2 separate regions of the Ovis aries genome follow, and region 2 is linked to region 1. The links are chromatin contacts, called in public Hi-C maps. All regions are on one chromosome and are shown on one strand. The core of a region is the stretch at or near the end of the contact, and the rest is flanking DNA. Distances in the headings are between cores, read along the strand shown. Region 1 holds the start of TMEM167B (transmembrane protein 167B). Region 2 holds the start of SORT1 (sortilin 1).

Region 1 (4,610 bases), core at 1,647-4,146:
CTTGACTCAGCAAATTAATAAGTAAATAAAAATATTTTTTTAAAAAAATAAGTACTACCCTTAAGTCCTAGGTTTTATATGACTATATCATTAGTTTAAATTTTGCCCTATTTTGAAAAAAGATTTAGGTAAATAAGATTCCACATGAAGCTGCCCAAAATAAAAAGTAAAAAAGCATCTGAGTTAATAAAATCAATACTTAAAAAAAATTCTCCAATATATTCTTCCAGAAATTTGGGGGAAAAAAAAACCCAAAACTTTTTACTGGGAAAATATTACTCCCAACAATTCCAGTCTAGTCTAAAATTGTTTAAATTATACACTTTTATGCCACGGAGAATACTAAAATTACTTTGTAGCTAAAACAAACAATTACGTAAAAGTTGAACCAAATACAGTCCCAGCCTGTCCCACCTTCACTTTGCAGCACCTCACTGTCCAGAGATGGCAACGTCCTCTCCCTGAACAGATATGATCTTACCTTTGTAAAACACACCCCAAACTCCCTTCTTTTCTGAGAGCAGCCAGGTTTTGAGACGAGGTACTTTCTTGAAGTAGGCACAGGTGCAAACAAACAGCAAACCAAACACCAGAATCCCATCCAAGGAGTACACTGTTACAGAAAGAGAAGAAAGCTGTGGGTGCTAATCCAGCTTGGGACAAGCAATGCCACTGGAGAACACAACGCGACATAATACCAAGGTGGTGACCTCAGCTGCAGTGCCAGCTCTGACAAGAGGGGGCCAAGGTCCTGGGACTAACAAGGTTACCTTTCTGTCCCCTCAAATCATGGAGACATGCCCCTTACAAAGATCTCACTGCCTTCTTCCCTCTCCTTTCAAGAACTGCAAGTTCTGAGAAGAGCGTGCCAGTTAATGTGGAATCAGCCTGCCAGGAATGGCCAGTGTGGGCAACATGTTGAGAGAAGTATAAGAATCCTTGGTGCCTGAGCTGAGAGACTGAAATGTGCTCTTACTAGAAATCACTCATGTGATAAAGAAGAGCGAGATATTTAGCCAAGTCTTTCAGAGCTTCATCTGTGGGTAGAGAATATGATAAAGCAGAAGCTTAATGGAAACTGCAAGAGTTAGAAATCATATGACTACAATTTTCCTGTATTTTATCTTACACTTCATGCATCATACTCTACTTACATACTAAATTTCTGCCAGAGTAACAGATTCTTGAGAACAAACAAGCAAAAAAACAACAAAAAAAAACTGAGGCTTCATCGTGGTGGAACAAGTGTGAGAAAAAAGCTTTGAACACATACTTCTAGTTCTTACATATGTAAACTGAGCTATGTCTGGTAAGCACAATGAATCATCTAAGTGGAAAAAAAAAACAATCAGACCACAAAAGGGGGAAGGGTGACTAAAATTTATTCATTAATTACTATGTGTTCAATTGCTTCCTTATTTCTCAGTTCAGATGACTTTTTCCTCTAAGTGATGACCCTTCCTGTACTGTGTCTAGTAACCTTAGACCTCTGACTGCCCAGAAAACTTCAAAAGAATATTTGACACAACCAGCATCTCCCAGTTCTGGACCACTCTATCTTCCTCTCTCCCTCCAGTAAAACTATCTCACAGCTAGATGTCACACAGCAACGGTCCAGTAAATTAATACATATACCAAGTTTTTAGAATAAACAATACCTTTACCTGCTAATCATCTCCTCCTGTAAGTTTTTGCAAAGCCAAAAGTCACGAGGTGAATTGAATCTTCAGTATCAGGCTTATGGAAAAGGTACTTTTTGAGAAATACTCTCCTATGCCCCTCTAATCATACTGTCTAAGAGGCCTTGTCATCTTTTTTCCAGTAAGATGGACTCTAAAGAACACAAAGGCCTCGTTTCCTGTCCTTCGCTGGAATGTGGAAATCGTGTCTATATAATCGTGTTTGAAGAGGCCTACAAAATTAGGTCAGATAAACAGGGTGGCAACTGCCACAACTTTAGAAGAGGCAGTAACCAACCCTTGCAACTTTCGCTACGGTCTCCAGATGGGATCGCCCAGGCAAGACTTTAGAATCAAAAGAAAGTTTTCTGGCATTTTAACAAAATAATAACTTTTTTTTTTTTTTTTTTTTAGGATTCACGTTCACCCCCCAAAAATGTGGGCCTTAAAAACACTCTATGATTTCTTGGTCCTCCCAAGATGCCTACTATCCGAAAGCATGAGAAAACAGAGGGCTGTGAGGAGGATTCTCTCATTTCCCTGGTGCTACAGCAATAGCTCGGGCTTCCCCGGTGGCTCAGATAGTAAAGACTCTGCCTGCAATGTGGGAGACCTGGGTTCAATCCCTGGCTTGGGAAGATCCCCTGGAGAAGGGAAAGGCTACCCACTCCAGTATTCTGGCCTGGAGAATTCCACGGACTGCATATTCCATGGGGTTGCAAAGAATCGGACACGACTGAGCGACTTTCACTTCACAGCAATAGCTCAACCAGGACTGGCCTCGCGAAATGGCCTGTAAGGGCCAAAACGAACTTTTAGAAGAGAGAAGGGAAAACACAGGCTAGGAACCAAGGACTCGGGGTGTGGGCAACAAGAGGCATTGGGGGTTCTAGATGGGCACGCGACGGGGGAACTCGCGGAGTAGTATAGGAAACAGGAGCTGGGACGCGGAGAGGCCAAAGGGAGGACTCCGATGGGAGGGGGCGGGGAGAACGGCCACGTCAATCCCGGCTCCGCCCGCCACGTTTTCCCTAGTGTACTGGACTCCCATCCTTTGCTCTGGGCATTGGTTCTCACCGTTCGTCATGGCGGTTGGGCCCGGTCCTGGATAGGGAGTCCGGGGGGCGGTCAGTGGCGGTAGCGGCGAAGACCAGGGGAACCCAGCTCCCACTTGACACTTCCCGATCCGGGCCGCGGCGACGGGCAGCCGCCGTAGTACGCCGGCGCAAGGGAAGGGAGACGAGCGCCAAACGCAATCAGGCGTGGCTAGGAGATTGCCGAGCTAGGGGAACCTGCGTGGGTGGAGCTCGCAGGAAAAGGTGTGGGTGAGAAGAAAGCTGTCCAGAAGGCGTCCTTCGTGGCCATAGTAAACAATATCTTCTGGGTGCCCCTGCAGATTTAGTGCTGGGGCTAATCTGACCTGCTCCCGTCGTTGTGTTTGAAAAGGTAAAGTGAAAGAAACTGAAGTTGCTCAGTCGTGTCCGACTCTTTGCGACCCTATGGACTGTAGCCTACCAGGCTCCTCCGTCCATGGGATTTTCCAGGCGAGAGTACTGAAGTGGGTTGCCATTTCCTTCTCCAGGGGATCCTCCCGACCCAGGGATCGAACCCGGGTCTCTTGCATTGTAGGCAGACGCTTTACCGTCTGAGCCGGAAAAGGTAAAGGCTTGCAGTTTTGCACTTTATTTTGCGCTGTGGCAGCTGCTCTGGTTGTGTGTGTGCAGCAGCCCACCTGCAATGGAGAAGTCTCTCAAGCTTCCACGTAAGAGAACGCAGACAACTGGGGTCCTGAGGCGACGCCTGCAGCCTGTGGGACTGCTCTTGCTGCGCGGATCGTTCTTACTCCGTATGGAAATCTGGATAATGAGGCTGCATCTGAACTTTGAAATGAAATTAGGAACCTTATAACAAAAACAAGTTGCGTATTTCATGTGCTGAAGCTCCACGTTGTCGGGAAACATTTTGGTAATTGCCGGTTTGTATGAATTTTTCTTTAAACTATCAGGATGGTCTCGTTACCTCCCGTATTTAGATAAAGTGGGGCCACCTCGGCCACTTTAGCCAGGAAACGGAGATACTGGGGCAGCCTTTCTCACACTTTCACAACTTGACGAAAAATACTTTTTCAGTTTAACGGTGGAGCAGAACGGAGGAGACAGAGCTACAGATCCCGTTTTCTGCACTGAGATCCTTAATTCCACACAACTCGATCTTCTTTATTAGAGTCAAGGCGAAAGTGCGACTGAATCATTCGAGGTTGAAATTGTAAGGTTACAGCTGGTCCGCGGTTGTCAAAGTCCTAAAGAGACCCTCTGCCCCTCTTGCTGCAGTGCCATCTGCTGGCTGCGACCTGCTTGGTTATGCCGAAGAAAAGCTACCAAAGCCTCCTAGAAGCTGGAGTAGAGGGGCAAGTCAAAAAAGGCCTGTTGGAGGACAGACTTCTTGTGAAAATGTGCTTAAATGCAGAAACAAACAAACAAAAAATGAAGACGACATACACAACAAATAAGGCAAAACAAATGATTTTGTGCCCATACACACAGACAAATTCCCCTGCCCCAAAGAACTGCTAAGGACTACTCGAAAGCAAAACAAAACTGAAAAGTCCCTGATTGTCTTGGCCTTTGAGCTTTTCATCAACAGTTATCTAAAACAGTATCAGCACTGTCATCACTGGCCACAAAACTGTTAGTCCCCTACACCAAAGCTGGATAAAAGCCCCAAACTATTCTATATTCTAAACAAATTCATGTTCACTAACTTAGACAGAACCATATAGTTCATCTTCATCTTGAAAAATTCTCCTTTGTTACATACTATGGAATTGTGCTGTTCTCCTTGACCTGCAACTTCGTTGTTCTCTTTCAGTTTAGTTCAGTTCAGTCACTCAGTCGTGTCCGACTCTTTGCAACCCCATGAGCTGCAGCATGC
Region 2 (4,839 bases), core at 2,021-4,520, 260 kb before region 1:
CTAGTTCTTGTGCCTTAATAGATAATTTGGAATGAGATTTTTTTTTTTATGAAGTCAATCACTATAAAAGAAATGAATTCATGATCTTGGTTTCGCTGGCAGTCAAAAGTGGATTAAATTCAGAAGTAGTTTACATTAGACTTTGAAATATACTATGAATTTTCCCTGTTAGAGCTGCCATTATATGACTGGTTGAGATTATTTAAAGAATCAATCTGTTGGAGCCTAAAAAATGGCCATGTGAAGTAGGTATCTTTACTTATAACATCATACTTAACAGGTGAAGAATCTAAGGATGTGTGACCATAGACACAAAAAACTAAGCTCTTGGGACTTGAACACAGATTTTTCTGGTTTTAAATCATCAGCTCTTAATTTTTAAAGTGCCAGGTATGAGAAGCCTAGATACCTACTGAGTAAGAGGGAAACCTCAGTGAGATTTGAGAATATACTATCCACAACATGACTAATCCATATGTGAATAATGCATAATTGATTATGTATTATTTTCATTAATATTTCTGGGAAATTTTCCTCTATTGACGTAAAATTCTGATTATTTGAATACGCTGAATTCATATTAAATTCATACCTTTTTTCAGCAAAATCGTGTCCTTACATACATTTGGAAACTGCAATAATGGGAAATATTTGAGAAAAAAGCTTTGCTTGAGACATACACACGTAAAGAAAATAGGGAACTAGAGGTATATTGTCACCAGTGTTCTAGAGACAGTTCTGGTGATATATTAAATATAGCATAATCATGAGATTAGTTTCTCTCACATTCACTTCTTAAATCCTAATAGGAAATACCATTGAAAAATCATCTCAACTAATATTTATTCAGATTTAGCAAATATGAGTACTAAAAATATAGTAAGGTTTTAGGCATTGGAGATAGAGCTGTGGTGTAGGTATGGTCTGAGCTCCAGTAAAGCTTCTAGTAGGGAGAACTAGACAATAAATACCTATTTTAACTCTGTAGATTAATGCATCAATGGACTAAACATGCTTTAGGGAGAGGTGAAGTTGTGTCTTGGAATCATATATATTATGTAGGGGAGAAAAAAATACTAAGGAATAAAGTAGCTCTCAGCTTCAGCTTACACTGTACTGGTGAAACAAAATTCATTCCCTCTGTAATCCCAATTACAGAATTATTGGAAGAGATCGACTGCAGTTTTCTGCAGAATTTTAAAATTTTTTTTGTGTCTGTTTAAACAGAAGAGACATAATCTTTTTAACAAAAACAATGGTTGTGTGATGTGTACCTGCTTTCAATTCATCTTTCTGCTTTAGGATTTATCTTGGAGAATAGTATGGTTTTAGTAATAGGATAAATTTACATATTTTAGTCTTGCAAGTAAGATCTTAGCTGTGGTATTTCACAAAGGAGATCTGACAGTGCAACTTTTGTATTTAGTGCCTGTGTCAGACGAAAGTGAAATACTGAAATAATTCATTCACTCAAACACTGAGTGCCATATGCCAGGTACCATGTCCCCAGCAGCTAGTACAGTTTGAAGAAGGCAACATATTCTGTAAGCATATAATGAAAACTGAAAGCAATATATTAAGTAACTGCAGTGATAGAATGTTAACTAGTGGGGTATTTAGTGATTTCTCCGGGAGATGGCACTGTTGAGTTGGCTTTTTTCTTTTCAGACAGAAAGACAATAGACCATTCATGTATTGGCCCAAACAAAGAAATGTTCCTGTATAGCCTGTCTTTTCTCTCCAGCTAATCACATGCTACTGGAACTGACTGCCTTGTGATCTACTCCCTAGTTGGCATAGATTAAAAAATAATCTGTATTTTAAAAATCTGACACATTGTAGTTAATGGAAAAGAACAAATTGTTCACCAGTTTTCATGGAGCTTTATCTTAGCTCAGTAGCTGAGAACTTGGAAGTCTATTCCAGTGATTTTACCTTTCAAAATTATGTTTTCACTTGTCACACCTTACTATGGTGGTTCCGGCAAAATGTAAATTTGTAAACATTAAAACTAATTTTTTGTTTGCAAATTAACATGACTAGAGGATTTTAATGTAACAGTTGGTTTGGGGGCACTGCACCATTCATTTTGCTCTACAGTAAATATATTATCATTTGGGTTTACCTGCAGTAATTGTTAAAAGTAATTTTTAGTGACTTTATTTGGGTATAATGTTTTGTATATTTTGTTTCTATTTGTTCCCTATTTTACAGAACAACTTCTGGGATTCTGAAGGGATGGAGTCAGTAAGGAGAAAACCCAGAACTGGCTTTACCTGCACTGCGTGTTTCAGAATAAAGTTATGTTTGCAGTTTGTGCGATAAGGACAACAGCTTAGGGATTTTGTTTTATTTATTGGAGGCAGGATGCTAAATTAGGGGATATTGTATATTGAAAATCAAACTTGTGCCGTGCACTCACTGCAGGGTTAAAGTACTTTGATAAAGATAAACGTGCATTTACGCAATAAGTAGGCACTGGGCAATTATATTGCACCCTTTTATGCCCCTAACGTCTAAGCTACTTTCTAACTCCGGGAAAACCAATAAGCAATTCCTGTTTTGGCCTAACTCCCTGCCTAAAAGGAAGGTGAGTGAGAAGAGATTTCACCAGGCTTGCGTGAGTCACGGATGTCCTGATGTCTGTGTGCCTCACAAGACTCAGCCCACACAATTCGCATTCACTTTTGTCAGCAAGGCGGCTGCTGCAGTAGACAATGGGCGCTCCAAAGTGCGGGGGTTAAAAACCAGAAGCACCGGTTCATGAAGGAGCCCCCTTTTCCAGATAAGAGAGCTCAGAGATTCCCTGAGAAAATTTTCCAGGCGCTGCCGCAACCCAAAGCAATTTTAGGGGTGTCTCTGGGGGAGAAGAGGGGACCAACCCAGCCCCAACTTGAGGGTGCCAGAGAGAGTAGTGGGAGGTAGGGGCGCCACGGAGCGGGGGGCGATTCTTGTGAAGGAAGCTCCTCTTAACTCTGGAAGCCCGGCCTTGGAGACGCGGGGCGAGCGGGGGATGACCTCAACCGTCTCTTGCCACGTTCCAGCCAATCAGTCCCGCATCTTGGCATCCGAATCCAGGACCCCCGAAGCCGGAGGCGACGCGAGCCAATGAGCAGAGGGCCGGGGAAGAAGGACAAGCGGCCAGCCTATGGGGGCGGAGAGGCCCGGCTCGGCGTATCCAAGGAGCGCCGGGCTCGGGCTCGGGGGTGTGGCGCGGCGCCTGCGGGGGTGGGCGGGAGCGCCCGGCTGCAGGTGTCCGCGGCGTAGGCATTCGGCGGCGATGGAGCGGCCCGGGGGAGCTGCGGTCACCCTCTCGCGCTGGCCCCACGGCCTCGGCCTTCTCCTGTTCCTCTTCCAGCTGCTGCCGCCGGCGACCCTCGGCCAGGACCGGCTGGACGCGCCGCCGCCGCCCGCTGCGCCGCTGTCGCGCTGGTCCGGCCCCGTCGGGGTAAGCTGGGGGCTGCGCGCCGCCGCGCCCGGGGGCCCGGCTCCCCGCGGCGGCCGTTGGCGCCGCAGCGCGCCCGGCGAGGACGAGGACTGCGGCGGGGTCCAGGACTTCGTTAGCAGGCTGGCCAACAACACACACCAGGTGAGCGGGCGCCAGGTCCGGCCACCTCCCGGACGGCGAGGTGCCGACCCTCGTACCCCCAGAGGCCTGCCCGCCAGGCCCGCGCAACCGGCCGCTCTGTCTCTGTCCGCGCGCCTCGCGTCCCCGAGGAAGAGACCCCGGCCGCGCGGCGCCCGTGCTCACCGGGCCGCGGCCCCGAAACTGCGGCGGCAGGAGGGCCGAGTCGGGCCGAGCGAGCGACCCTCGGTTGTCGCGGCCCTGGAAGCGGCTGTTTCGTCACAGGGAAGGCCGGCTTAGACTTTCACAGCATTCTTTTTTTTTTTAATTTAAGTTGTCAAAATTTGTCGAGCGTTGTTGTTTTGCGTCTGTATGAATAATTAGGATCGAGTAACGCTATCCCCCACGAGAAAGCTGCAGGAGTTAATTACCTCTTAAGTGGTTGGAGAAGTTGGGGCTGCGCGGAAGCAAAGGTGTGTCTTCGTGGGGTCAGTACTTCCAGGGTCGGTCGCTGGTGTTCAGAAGTACCAAAGCAGTAATCAGGTTCCTGCGTGTGTTTTAATAGCTAAAGGAACAAGGTTGTCTGTGGGATTACAGTGTGTGATCTGTCTTACGCCTTCAATTTGGTCTTCTGTCTTGGTATTGGACTCTAACCAGGATGTCTCGATAATGTTGTAACAACGGTTTTCGACGGTGAAGAAACACTGCAGAGATTCTCCTTTGAGCCAGGTCTTAGGCAAAAACTTTAGAAATTGTGGCAGTTCTGTCTCTGGGGATAAGCAGCTCAACCTTTGCACACTACTGGATTGACAGTAGTCAGTGTCCCGGCTACTTGCTCTAGTGTAACCTGGGCATCTTCCTCGTGTTTTTTCTAGAACTAACGATTTATTTGTTGCATAGTGTCTTTTCAGTTCAGTGCATTTTCTCCGTTGTATCTCTTCCTCTTTCAGAGAGAGTTGCAGTGGGGGGACAGAGGTGAGTGGCTGACACTTGTCTTTGTAGAACCACATTCTGTACCAGGCCAGCTTCAGTCTCCCCTTGATCTTTCTTCCTCTGCCTGGACTAGTTATCTGTGCAGAATTCTTTGTTCTGGGGACCCAGGGCAGTTGCAACCAAAGCACAAGCAGTCAGGGAAAACTTGCTAAATACAGTCCAAACAACAGCTGTAAAAAGGTGGCCAAGCTAATGCTGACCTGTGGGACAGGGCAGAATGAGAACCGGGAAGTCTTCCTGTTTGACAAGGAAAAGAAAAAAATACTATAGACTTCCATCTC

What was found. Hi-C and Micro-C count contacts between places; a contact is called where the count stands out from the background.
Region 2: a contact with region 1 is called in a Hi-C map of hypothalamus, with 5 times the contacts expected there. The contact joins the promoter of SORT1 here to the promoter of TMEM167B in region 1. A contact is called at or near these places in 5 of 16 Hi-C or Micro-C datasets (hypothalamus, muscle, omental adipose tissue and 2 more).

What each region holds. Positions count from the first base shown.
Region 1 is chr1:86,390,788-86,395,397 of ARS-UI_Ramb_v3.0, reverse strand. TMEM167B (transmembrane protein 167B) reads right to left here and starts at 2,896. Exons shown (of 3, transcript XM_004002270.5): 1 at 2,757-2,896; 2 at 482-613. The coding sequence starts at 2,766.
Region 2 is chr1:86,647,743-86,652,581 of ARS-UI_Ramb_v3.0, reverse strand. It overlaps SORT1 (sortilin 1), which reads left to right and starts at 3,270. Exons shown (of 19, transcript XM_060401276.1): 1 at 3,270-3,589. The coding sequence starts at 3,281.